Linked DNA regions of Mus musculus: regions 2 and 3 are each linked to region 1. Evidence: chromatin contacts called from public HiChIP or PLAC-seq and promoter capture Hi-C data. All regions are on one chromosome and are shown on one strand. Each heading gives the region's core, a stretch centred on a gene start, on an enhancer-like site or on the middle of the called end of the contact. The rest is flanking DNA. Distances are from core to core; before and after follow the strand shown.

Evidence for each region. Promoter capture Hi-C pulls out the DNA fragments that hold promoters and counts their contacts. HiChIP or PLAC-seq counts read pairs in DNA pulled down with a chosen protein or histone mark.
Region 2: a promoter capture Hi-C map of cranial neural crest shows a contact between it and region 1. The contact joins the promoter of Acot9 here to the promoter of Nbdy in region 1. A contact is called at or near these places in 5 of 39 promoter capture datasets (the 3T3-L1 cell line, cranial neural crest, embryonic stem cells and 2 more) and 1 of 115 datasets of contacts at active chromatin or transcription factors (stem cell-derived neural progenitor cells).
Region 3: a contact with region 1 is called in an H3K4me3 HiChIP or PLAC-seq map of pro-B cells, with 9 times the contacts expected there. The contact joins the promoter of Prdx4 here to the promoter of Nbdy in region 1. A contact is called at or near these places in 9 of 39 promoter capture datasets (3T3-L1-derived adipocytes, the HPC-7 cell line, HPC-7-derived erythroid cells and 7 more) and 5 of 115 datasets of contacts at active chromatin or transcription factors (embryonic stem cells, large pre-B cells, pro-B cells and 1 more).

What each region holds. Positions count from the first base shown.
Region 1 is chrX:153,720,908-153,725,279 of GRCm38.p6, forward strand. Nbdy (negative regulator of P-body association) reads left to right here and starts at 2,647. Exons shown (of 4, transcript NM_027327.1): 1 at 2,647-3,030.
Region 2 is chrX:155,260,668-155,265,104 of GRCm38.p6, forward strand. It overlaps Acot9 (acyl-CoA thioesterase 9), which reads left to right and starts at 1,776. Exons shown (of 15, transcript NM_019736.4): 1 at 1,776-2,007. The coding sequence starts at 1,988.
Region 3 is chrX:155,336,302-155,340,540 of GRCm38.p6, forward strand. Prdx4 (peroxiredoxin 4) reads right to left here and starts at 2,159. Exons shown (of 7, transcript NM_016764.5): 1 at 1,812-2,159. The coding sequence starts at 2,061.

The sequences.
Region 1 (4,372 bases), core at 1,397-3,896:
AAATATGGAATGTGTATTTTACCGAAATCAGAAACAAACAAATGGCCTGGGAGTGTAGTTCAGTTGGTCCAGGGTTCCATCTCAAGCAATGCATAAACCAGGATTAGTGACAACTATCTGTAATATCAGCACTTGAGAAGGTGGAGGGAGAAGGCTAAGAGTTCAAGGTAATCTTCCAAGACTTACTGAGACCCTATCTGTCTTAGAGAGGGTTTAACTGCTATGAACAGACACCGTGAACTCTTATAAGGGCAACATTTAATTGGGGCTGGCTTACAGGTTCAGAGGTTCAGTCCATTATCATCAAGGTTGGATCAGAGCAGCATCCAGACAGGCATGGTGCAGGAGGAGCTGAGAGTTCTACATCTTCATCTGAAGGCTGCTAGTGGAAGACTGATTTTCAGGCAGCTAGGATGAGGGTATTAAAGCTCACACCCACAGTGACACACCTACTTCAACAGGGCCACACCTTCTAATAGTGCCACTCCTTGGGCCAAGCATATACAAACCACCACTGTCTGAAAAAAAAGGCAAAACTCAAAACAAATCTAGTCATGTTATAAATAGTACAGAGTGACTATAGCAGTCTAAGTTGAAACTGTGTCACATCAAGACAAACTTATCATACATCAAACCTTCCTGATATTGCTAGAAATTTTAATTCTTGTCATTTTATCATTCATCTCTCTAAACTTGCTAAAACTATAGCAATGAAACAATTGGACCTCAATCTTTGCTCTGATTGATATATGTGGTCTTGCATATTTTTAGTTGGAACGTGCATGAAAAGATCACAAGGCTAATTATTTTGAGAACTGATATGGTCTTTAATTTGAACAATATAACAGCTGCAGTGTTCATTGGAGTGAAGGACTAACATTCGATGAGATGCAACCGTAGAAGATAAGGCATAGATTAATTATTTTCACTAAGGATGATCAGCTACCCAGAAAGGCATTTGGCAATATTTTGTGGTATTTTTGGTTATTATAACTGAGGTGCAAGAAGTACTACTGGTAGAGTCACAGCTTAGAATATTATTAAACACCCTACAGTGTACTGACAGGTCACCATCTCTCTCTCTCTCTCTCTCTCTCTCTCACACACACACACACACACACACACACACACACACACACACAACATCTACTTTCAGAGGTCATCAGCATAAGTTTTAGAAATTCTAGGCTACAGCCTTCTGATTTTTTTGCTTACTTTTCCTTTAACTTTGTCACAGCTTTTCTTCCATCTGCCATGACCTACCAGAATTCCATTTGTACTCAGTTCTATTTCTGTCTCTATTTTTTTCTTGGCATAGTACCCACACCCATAACTTCAACTATTACTCCTAGGATGTTGACTGCTATCATGTTTAAGTACAAATGTTCTTCTGGTTCTAAAGCATTCTCTCTAATATTCCTCACTGTTTTTTTCCCTTAGGATTTTCTGGTTCTAGTAGTAGCAGTTGATACCCTGATCTGTAAGGACTTAACTGGGGGCACATATTACATATTGGAGTTAGGAAAGGCAAAAATAGAAGTGATGTTATTAGATTTTAATTTTTTTTTAGTAAAAAAAAAACCCGTAGGGCTGTTGAATCTTACCAAATATCTATTGGTACCTTATTTATGTAAGAGACTGTGCTGGGTGCTTGGGGGGAAGGCAGCCATCTTAAAGGTGTGAGATAGCTATGGCAGTAACTGGTTTGAACGGATTATCCTTAATGTGGTATCATTTTGCACATAAATTATCATAGGTGGAAACCCAAATTCCAATAATTCAATTAATAAAATACAACAGAGCTTGGAGGCGGTTCGGAGTTTGTGTGACATTATAGATTGAGATTTCTCCATTATAAACCAATGAGGGTGGTAGTGGAAAAGTGGGGTTTCATTTATGCACAGGCAAGTGGCAGAGACATTAAGGTTATGGAGCGATGCCTGTCAAAGAAATTCAGAAGCTTTTTCTCTGTTTTGTGAACCTTCTGGTAACTGTTTCTGGTTCCTTACCATATAACATAGAATATAACATACCACAATAGTAAGATGAGTCATTGTTTTCCATAACCCTAAAAAAGAAATAAAATCTTGCCGATTAAACATGGAGTGTCACCCGTTGTCTGTTTTCAAAGAGATCTTGGCTGTTGGAATGAGAAAAAAAAATACAGTGAATTTTCAAAGATGACAAAATTTTAAAATTATAAAGTAAACAGAGGTCTTGGTTTATGATGAATTTATTGTGCGTCCATTTTCCACAACCGGTTTTCAATTTTAACACTGTAATCAATAAGTCAACGTGTTTGTACACAGCTTCCTAGATGGTTGTACCCCTTTCATGGCTCTGTGATGTGCTGTGCGTAAGGGACTGCAGTGTAAAACGCTTGATTTCTTTGGTTACAGCACTCCCGCGACCATGCCACACACTCATTGATTAACACCTGCCCCGTTGGCAAGTTACAGCAAATTAGTATTTTTTTAAATTAAATTGTACAAAACTCTCCATACAACTAATTAAACTGTGAGAGAGATGTGCTGTGGAAAAGCACTTTATTAAATGCGCTCCTTTTTTTTTTTTTTTCTCTTTGCATTCCATTCTCGTAGAAAGGTTAAAGTGGGCTGGGGAACGGAGCGCTGAGGAGGCGGAGAAGGGATATACGTCTCAGGATACAGGAAATACGGTAACAGCGAAACCAGGAGGAAGCCAGCCCCGTGCCTGGAGGGGATCCGCCATCTCAGATCTCGGCCTTGCCAGGGCCCACCAGAGAAAACTAACGCTCTGGTCCTGTCATACCTATGGGGGACCAACCTTGTGCCTCCGGGAGATCCACGCTCCCACCAGGAAATACGCGGGAACCCAAGCCTCCAAAAAAGCGCTGTGTCCTGGCTCCGCGGTGGGATTATCCCGAAGGGACTCCCAGTGGAGGTAGTAGCACTCTCCCCTCGGCGCCTCCTCCTGCATCTGCTGGACTCAAGTCGCACCCTCCTCCTCCGGAGAAGTAGTGAAATAGATTTTTTTCCCAGCCGAAATCAGGTCAGATTCTTTCGTTCTCATCTGGGACATCCAGGCTCTCTGAAACTTAATTATGCCTTTCCCCAGCTCTTCCCTGTTTTCCTGTTCTTTCCACAAATTCAAAGAGAAAAGAAACAAGTACAGGCATTGAAAAGTCTTTCTTTTTTTAAAAAAAAAGTATGCTTGGATGAAATAGGTATTTGATTGCGGTGAGTAATTAAGATATTTTACATGAGTTAATTGTAATTTTAAAAACTGCAGTGTTTTGATTTTCATGACAGGCCAAGGTATAGTGAGATACTAACACAATGTTCCCTGGCTAATAAATTAAAACTGGGTGGGGATTTACTATACTCTTCTGTTTTTGTGTATATATTGAAATTTTTTCCATTTAAAAATGCTTAGCCCAAGACCAAGTGTAAGGATGTACTAAAGGCCTAATGCCTGTGCCCAGAGGAGATTGTAAAGTGAGCTTTGAGAACTGGGTTTTTTTTTTTTCTGTGTAAGATGGTATTTAGTAAGTGAAAACAAGTTATAATATGATGGTCAAACCCAAGTACCATAAAAATGTGCTTGTTCAAGGTATTCAGGAATCATGGAGGATGGAGATGGCTCTTGATGGAGCCTGTTAGTCTTCAAGAGCCATCAAAGAGGAGGGGGGAATTTGTGGGTGGGCCTTAAAGGGTGAGTGACATCTACCATATGGGTTAGGATGCTTTTTAGGCCTAGTGTTTCTACAATGAAAGCCAGAGGGCAAGATTGTTCTGGGGCAGCGTGGCTGTAATTCTAAGTCTGTGAGAGAAGTGTGATACAGGGCTGTAGGCCTTGAGTGTTTTGCTAAGGAGTACGCAGTTTATTCTGGATGAACGAGTAGCATTGGAAATTTCCAAATAAGGACTATTTGTGTTTTAAGACTCTAACTCTTATTTTCACAGAACTAATAGCTCATTTGAATGAGGCTTATGTTAAAAAGAAAACAAATGAACAAGTTTGACTCAGGCTCACAGTTCTTCTTCATCTTCAATCTTTATGGAGCCCTTGCTGTGGTTAGGCCTTGAACAGGGAGGTGTGGGGGACAGATGACCAAAACTTAGCAGGAGTAAAATAGATATTTGAGCTAATCAATGAATATTATTGAGTGAACATTCTGGGTATCAGGTTTGTTGCTAAAGCATAAAAAAAATGGAGTCTCATTTCACCTAAAAGCAGTTGATTGTCATTCCAATAGGCCGGTCCTTCCCTCTTTTTTTTTTTTTTTTTTTTAAACCTCTATTCAGAGTGAAAATGGTAATTTAACAGGCAATAGGGAAAGAAATGCTCACCTAGGAAACAAAGGGGGCTATTCAGGGCAAGAAGTGTTTAA
Region 2 (4,437 bases), core at 526-3,025, 1.5 Mb after region 1:
AACACAGTTTCTCTAGTCTATGAAACCATAGCATAAATTAGCTTGAAAGCCGATGACATAAACTCCCAGGAAAATTCTTTATTTAAATCAGATATCCAGAATCTCTATTAGCAGAAGGGATTATGTTTATTAATACTTTTCATTCATACTTCATGGGTGAACTGTAACATAGTATAACATTTAGCTAGTTCAATGTTCTACTTGTAGTGAAGACAGTGAAAATGCATTCGTTAATCTATCATTAGGCATTTTACATTTTTCATTATATGTGGAACACAAGTAAGAAAATGGTGAGTTGGCAGATCACTTGTGTAAGGACAGTGAATTTCATCATGGCATAATTGTTGCATGTTTTCTCCACAGTTACATGTTTTCTATCTGGCTTTGTGACTTACTTTGCCTTCTATCCATGCTTTCCAAACGGTGATACATCTTAAATGTCTTACAATGGCAACAAGAACAACGATGAGACATAGGGGTTGCTAAGACATTAAAAGAATAATACAACACATTTATTTTTATGTGTATTAGTCTTTGCTTGCTTGCATGTATGTATGTATGTATACTATGTGTATGGCCTGGTACCTGCAGAGGCCAGAGGAGGCCAACTGATCCTCCTGAAAGTGGTTGGAGCTGGCACATGGGTACTGGGAACGGAACCCTGCTCCCCTGCAAGAACAAGTGTGCTAACTAATCTTTCTAGCCTGGTTAAAGGACTAAGCTAGAGACACACATGAATGCTAGGTGGCTGATTTTAATAGGGCTTTCCTGACTTTAGAACTAATATTAGCTAAGTAGTGAGACATTTCTCACTTTAGATATTATCTTCAGTGGAGTCTATGGGGTTCATTGCTCAGGACTTATTTTCTAAGAAAATGCTTTGGAGTCTCATGAAGGGTCACTTAAGTAAACTTGTATAATTAGTAGATTGTGACTCAGCACCTGGCCATGTGTCTGAGTGAGGGAATTCCTCGGAGGTAAATTAGACCTTCTCATAATTGATGAGTCTAGGAATGTGCCATCATGCCTAATTCTGAAAACTTCCTTTCTTCTGTCCTTTTTCTCCTTTTTTGGAATTGGGACTTGAACCCAGGGACTCTGGCATGCTAGGCATACACACTCTGCCACTTAGCTCTATCCCTCAATCCTTTTTTTTTTTAACCTTTCATTTTGAGATTGGAGCGCAGTAAACTGCACAGGTTGGCCTAGAACTTTGTAATCAGGCAGGTCTTGAATTTGTGATCTCCCAGACTCAGCTTCCTGGGTTGCTTGGATAACAAGAATGGGCCTCCCTTGAAATTCTCTTCAACTTAATTTTTCTTACTAAGCTTCATCTTTTTAAAAACCAAAACGTCAAATAAAAACAGGGACACTATTTCTTACGGCCTAAACCTCACTTCAGCCCTGGTTGGCCTCTAAGTGGTAGCAATTCTCTTGCCTCAGTCTTCCTACTTCTGGGAAAATAAGCAGGGTACCCATATTTTGAAAAGCTGCTCATATGATGCCAAGGGCAAGAACTACAGACTGGGAGTAAAGGTTCAAGTGTCAAAAATAAAAGAGTTCTACCAAGGTGGAGGAACGAGGTGCTTTGCTGAGTGGTTCATTTACTTAACAATGGAGGGAAGAGCCCTGCTTATAAATAAGTCTCCGACCCCACCTAGCTGATTGAGTGGGAAATTCCATTGTCTCGGTCTCCAGTCTCCAGCTGCAGACCAATCAAATAGCAGGACCCGCCATTCTCTACGCAGAAGTCCCGCCCCCTGGCGGCACAGCCCTACCCCGGGCAGCGCAGCCCCGCCCTTCCTGCAGTGAGGCCCTCCCTATCCCGGGCCCTCTTGTGGCGTCACCTAGAAGGTGGGAACCAAGATTCAGTCCGGCGCGGTTGCCGGTGTTTGGAGGTGTCCTCACGCTCACGCTCTTCTGCTACCGGTTTGTCTCTACCCGGGAGGACCTTGGTTGTCCACCCGTGGGTAGGCAGTGGAGTGCCATGAAGCGGGCAGCGATACGGTAGGTGGCAGGGCGTGGAAGGGCGCTGCCCCGGAGTGCCCACGCCTTCCCCTTTGAGGCTCGGAGCCTAGCGGGGCGGAAGAAGCCGCGGGTGGGATGGGGGTGGTGGATATTTGGCTTGGGAGGAAAAGGCACCCAGTGCCAGACCCCGTCCTCCGGCCTACCCTGGAAAAATGCCACCACCCTACTTTAGCGACAGCTGACACTTTTAAAAGGGAAGACGTTGGGTGTTCCCTTGAAATTCCTATCCTTTTGCTCACCAGGGGTGTGGCTGGAATCTTGGTGTAGCCCCTTTTTTCAAAAGCCAGTACTTTCAGTTCTGCCTTGCCTTGCGAGCACTTTTCTCTTAAAAAAAAAAAAAACATTTTGGGGGTTAAGTGCATGACACACTTGGAATCTGTCTTAAGTATGTTATCATACTTGTAAAGACTGTAGAGACCATTTGGCTCTCTTAAGCTGATTCATCTGTTTGGTTTAATTTTATTTAGATCTATTTTTTATTATTTTATGTATGAACATTTCTCTTGCATGTGTGTCTGTGTCCCACATGCCTGCCTGGTGCTTGAGAAGGTGGTGAGCCTCCATCTGGGTGCTGGGAATCAGGTCTTTTTGCAACAAGTGCTCTTAACCACTGAGCCAACTCTCCAACCCCTTGTTTGTTAATTTACTCTTTTTTTTTTTTTTCTGAGACAGGGTTTCTCTGTGAATCTTTGGCTCTCCTGGAATTCACTGTATGTAGACCCAACTCATCTCAAAATCAGAGATCTGCCTGCCTCTGCCTCCCCAGTGCTGGGATTAAACACATATCAACATCCTGTTTGTTTTTGAGATAGAATTTACTGTGTAACCTTGGCTGGCCTAAAGTTGGCTATCTATATATATCGATATCTATCTCTTTCTTTATCTATATCATCAACCAGACTGGCCTCGAACTCACCATATATCTACCGTCCTATGCTTCTCCAGTGCTGGCCTGAAGAGCTTGAGCCACCACTTCCAGCTCTTATCTGTATATTTATTTATTGCTTTGAGATCTCTAGCCAAGAAACCAGGTAATACTAGCAGGCCTCGGACCCATGTCAAGTCTGTCAGGTTTCAACTTTTCTAGTGCTGGGATTTACAGATGTATTTTCTCGTGCCCAGTTTAGAACATGCCTTTGATAAGCAGCAAGGCCTTGTAATGAAAGTGCACCCTTGGACCACATAGGCCATTTTGGTAGATCTAATTTCCAACTGGCACAGTTAAGGAGCATGGTCTTTAGGCTGCCAGTCATGTCTGGCTGTCCCACAGTATGCAAGGTTTTTTTTTGTTGTTGTTTTTTTTGTTTTTGTTTTGTTTTGTTTTGTTTTGTTTTTTCCAGCTTGCCTGGTTCCAAGAGAATGGCACTTGCTTTGGATTCAGAAGCCATCCCACTATTGGTGAGCCTGACTTTGACATGGGTCTCACTAATTCTGTCCTTGGTCTGCCTTTACTTTTTCTAGGACCCTTGCTGTCAGTTGAACAAGGTGTGTTATCTCCCTACCCACCAGCACCCAAGCCTTATTACACTATTTGAAGACAGGTTGAAAGTCATTAAAAGACGGCATGGTTACCTTTCAACATAATACGAAAGGGTTCAACACTTTTGTAACTTTGCCTGTGTGTCTTCTTCGATAAGACCTTTTAAAAAGTGTTGAAAATGTTTATTTTTATATGTGTTAGTGTTTTGCCTGTATGTATGTATGTATGTATGTATGTATGTATGTATGTGTTCCATCAGCATGGCTGGTGCCAGTGGGGGCCAGAAGAGGGCATCACCTCCTCTGGAACTGAAGTATCAGGTTTATGAGCAACCATGTGAGTGCTAGAAACCAAACCCAAGCCCTCTACTAGAGTAAGAAGTAGTCTTAACTGGACTGGAGAGTTGGCTTTGTGGCTAAGGGTAGTGGCTGCTCTTCTAGAGTACCCAGGTTTGAGTACTCCAGTTATAGGAGTTCTGACTCCCTCTTTGGACCTTTACAGGCACAGACATGCATGGAGGCAGAACACTGAGACACATAATAATAAAATCTCAAAGGAGTTTTTTTTTTTAATAAACAGTTTTAATCCTTGAGCTCCTCTCTCCCCCAGTTTGGAAGTCCGTCCTTAAAGTACTCTGTAATTTTGTGTTCCTTTCTTGTGAGTCCTCTAGAACCTGAATAGGAGCAGCAATCCCTATATAATGTGTGTGTATGTGTATATATATATATATACATATATATATATATATATGCATATATATATGAAAAATTGGAGAGATGTTTGGGTAGAAATGCTTGCTATGCATATAAAGTATATATATATATGTATATAGTATATATGTGTATGTATATGTGTGTGTGGATATATATATATATATATATATATATATATATATATATATATATATGGTATAGAGTGTTATTTGGTGT
Region 3 (4,239 bases), core at 909-3,408, 1.6 Mb after region 1:
CTACATAGAGAGTTCCAGGACAGCCAGGGCTACCTGGTAGTGAAACCCTGTCTCAACAGAGCAAGCAACACTTCCTAACACGCTTAGCACATCCTTAACAACCCTGATTATGCCGGGCGTGGTGGCGCACGCCTTTGATCCCAGCACTCAGGAGGCAGAGGCAGGTGGATTTCTGAGTTCGAGGCCAGCCTGGTCTACAAAGTGAGTTCCAGGACAGCCAGGGCTATACAGAGAAAACCTGTCTCAAAAAACAAAAACAAAAACAAAAAACAAACAAACAAACCCAACCCTGATAATAAGAATTCTGGTAAATACAGAGAAGTAAAGGAAGACAATTTACATGTTCTGTCTCTCAAACTACAACCATTTTTTCCCAAACACAAATATGGATAAGGTTGCATTCTCATTTTTAACACTCATTGCATTGAGAAAAATGTATTATAATATTTTTCATTTTATTAGAATGATTCAAAAATAGCCTTAATTGTTCTACAATATCCCCTTTTATGAATACAAAAATCTCCTTTGGAATGTTTTTGTTTCTAACAGGAAGTGTATTTGAGTAAGCACATTTCAGAATATCTTCCTCATGCAAGTGTAGTCAATGAAACTTAGAAATATTTTTAAAGCAAATCTATCTTCCAATTCCAAAGTAGTTAACTTGTACTATGAAACTACAAATGTTTACGGAGGCAAATCGGCTTGGCTTTTTCATTTATGGCTTGTGGTAGCAACATCCCATTATCTTTAGAGGTTCATAACTGTGAAGTAGCCAGATGTGGTAGAGCACAATTGGAATCCAGCACTCTGCAAGCTGAAGGAGGAGGACTACAGAATTTGAAGCCATTTTGTCAGATCTGTCCAGTCCCCATGTCCAAAAAATTGACCCCAAAATGTTAAGTATAACTATTGTTTCACTGAATACTAGCACAGAATGTGCCACAACCACCAAAACTCAAACACACACTCACAGAATGCCAAATAATCCCTAGGAAAAGTGGGTTAGGGAAAAGCAAATAATATATGGTCTGTGTCTGTGTCCCCTGATCACTTTTTTGGCAATCTTAATATCCAGATGCAGCAGGCCTCAATTTTCTCACTATCTTCTTAGTCTGACGTGTCTTTTTCTGAGAGTGGCCACTAGCTTCAAACACTAGACAGAAAGACAAATAATGAAAAGCCCAATTGGCAGTACACAAGATTTACCACCAACCCAACTGTGCCTCTTCCGCCTCTTCCCCAGTTTCCCTCCAAAATACTCCATAAGACTTGTTTTTTTTTTTTTAAATAAACATCTATTAACTCTACAAAGTTTGGGGAGATGACTCTCAATAACAATCTTTATAAGCTAAGAGAAAAAAAGTTTGACCTCCTGACCATTTTGTTTAACCACTTTTCTGTTTAACCAAACTTTCTGTGAATCATTATTCAACTTATCAATGTACTTTCTTCCCTGGAAAAAAGAGATAGGACGGCTGCAGGCACTTTCGAATATGTAAGGAAGTATTTTAGTTTGCACAACATCCTCCACGACTGTAAGCCCGGGTCTAGAAACACCCCCATCTGCGGCTTTGGGGGTAACCGCTACCTCTCCCGAAATCTGTTCAGAGAAACCCATTTCTTTCTTCACACCAGGAACCCACCTCCAACCTCACACCCACAAAGGCATGGGGTGGACCGAGAACTCCCAGGCAGCCTTGGGGGGGGGGTGCGGCCCAACTCCAGCCCCACCCTTTTGTAGCATCCACAATTAGGGTCTAAGATTCCTCGAGTTCTACCTCCTCCACCCAAACTCGCAAGGCACCACCTACTCTTGGCTTTGCTTAGATGCAGGGAGTGATCCGCGACTGAAACCCGGGACGCCTCCCCGGGGTACACTTGTCCACCAGCGTAGAAGTGGCACTCATTTTCGCGGGTCCGGAACCGTTCATCACTCTCCAAGCCTTGCAGAGATTCGGTCCGCAACAGGAACAGCAGCAGCGGCGGCAGGAGCAACACCAGCTTTCGGGTCCAGCGACGGGACGCCGTGGTCCCGTCCAGCAGCTTGGACCGCGCCTCCATGACCAAGCAAGCGCGAAAACACGTCCCTCTGCTAAAGCACAGAGTCCCCTGCCGCCAGGCAGCCAGCTAAAACGGCGCGCTGGAGACCGCGCGACCAAGGGCGCGGCCTCGCGAGACTTGCTCCGCCCCACTCCGCCCCTCCGCCACGTGGGCGCAAGCTCCGCCCCCCCCAGTGGGCTTCTGCGCCTGCGTCAAAAGGAGAGCCAAGCTGAAGTGTTTTCCCAATTTAACAAAAGAAGTTTGCACGGGTGCCTAGTGACTGATCTCCAGAGCACTGACTGTCCCTGTCCTTGAAGGTGTACTTCCAAGTCCATCTCTGTAACAGAGCTTCCCTACCCCTCACATCATCCCCTCACAAGTTCACACTAACCTATGTGCCTGTGAAGGACTTAAAATGTAGACTTTTCGTGGTTATTTTGAGACAGGGTTTCTCTGTGTAGCCCTGGCTGCCCTGGAACTTGCTCTGTAGACCAAGCAGAGATCTACTTATCCCTGCCTCCCTGAGTGCTGGGGATTAAAGGCGTGTGCCACCACAATTTATACTTCTAATTAAGGTCACTTTCATGCATCTCATTTTGTTTTTGTTTTTGACAGATCATACTTGTATGCACTTACAGGGCACCATCTGAATGAATATAACATGGAATGTAGTCACCAACTCATTTACCTTTTTATGGGGAAACACCCAAAACAGTTATTTTGAAATATACTGGTTGACTATATTTGGCCTGTTGATTACTCTAGGTTTAGGAGGCTGGGGGCAGGGGGTGGGTGGGTTAGGCCATGGACACTACAAAATTGCTGAACTTAACAGACATGTATGTGTCCCCTGAACCTCCGGAGTGATTTGCCTGTACAGTGCCAGGACTCATCTTTTCAGCTCTTTTCAGTCCCAGAAAAACTTGAGAGCAAATAGCTAACCATTTATTTTCCTCCAACAGGCAAAAAGAAGTTTGGGGGAATTAATTTTGCTTCAAAGATTTGCTTTTCCAGTCAAGAGCTGTAAAGTTCGTAGTCACCCCTCATAGCACAGCATAACTACCCATTACCCATCGAGCCCTCTTCCTCTGCTGCCTTGCCTCTCCTACCTATGATACACTAGGGCATGCCCAGCCGCCCTTGAGTTATTGCCCCAGCGCCTAGGGGCTCAGTCCCACTTTAGCTTGTCAGACTGAATTGTGACGTCACCTGTCTGCTCCCTCAGCCCTAGTGCTGCCTTCATGAACTCCAAACCATAACTGATTTACACCCTGTTCATCCTGTTTTGAAAAATTACTATTTAAATTTTTTTTGTCTATATGTCTGTTCACTGCTTGTGTGCCTGCTATTCATAAAAGCCAGGGGAGGACATTGAAAGATCCCCTGGAACAGAAGTTACAGACAATTGAGAGCTGCCACGAGGGTGCTGGAAATCAAACCTTTGTCCTCTGGAAGAGCGTCCAGTGCTCTTAACTTCTGAGTCATCTTTCGAGCTCCCTAATCCCATCTTGAATATAAAACCTCTGACTATGGACCGTTATTATGTCTGCTCTCCCTTCCTCTACACGTTCGATCCGTTAATCCCTTCAAACCATACTTTCCCAAAGCTTAATTGACATATACTTTATGACTATTAGAACAATATTCTTTTCCTTACAGCGATCTATTACTAAACTCCGTGACTTCTCTCTCTAGACATAGTCTTTTTCAGTTTGGTGAAAACTCAAGAGATAAAAGGGTCTAATCTGAAAAGTGGTATCTCCTGGCTAGCCTTTCTCTTCCAGTAGGAATTATAGGGTAAGCGGGCGGTTTGGTGACTTAAGTGTGTCCCAGGTATGTATGTTTTAAAACCAAATGCGGTGCCACAGGTCAGGATGCAGCAGAGCTCACTCAGTCTTAAAGCATATGTCCAGGATATTTCAGTTCCCAGAAGCCCCCTCCCCCCGCCCCTCGGAGAATATGCTTACTCATTACAGTTTCCTGTAACTCTTCGCTTTCTGGAGGTCCGTAGATGATAGGCCTCTGACGAGGTAGCTCTCGTTCCCATTCTTCTCCTTCCCTAGCCTCCTGCTCAACATGGAACGGAAGTGGGACCCTGGGAGTTCGGATATGAGATCCAGAGACTCGACTGTGGCTCATGCCACGTGAACGGCAACGGTGATCCATGGAGGCTGTAAAATAGCCACTAACCCTAGTAAA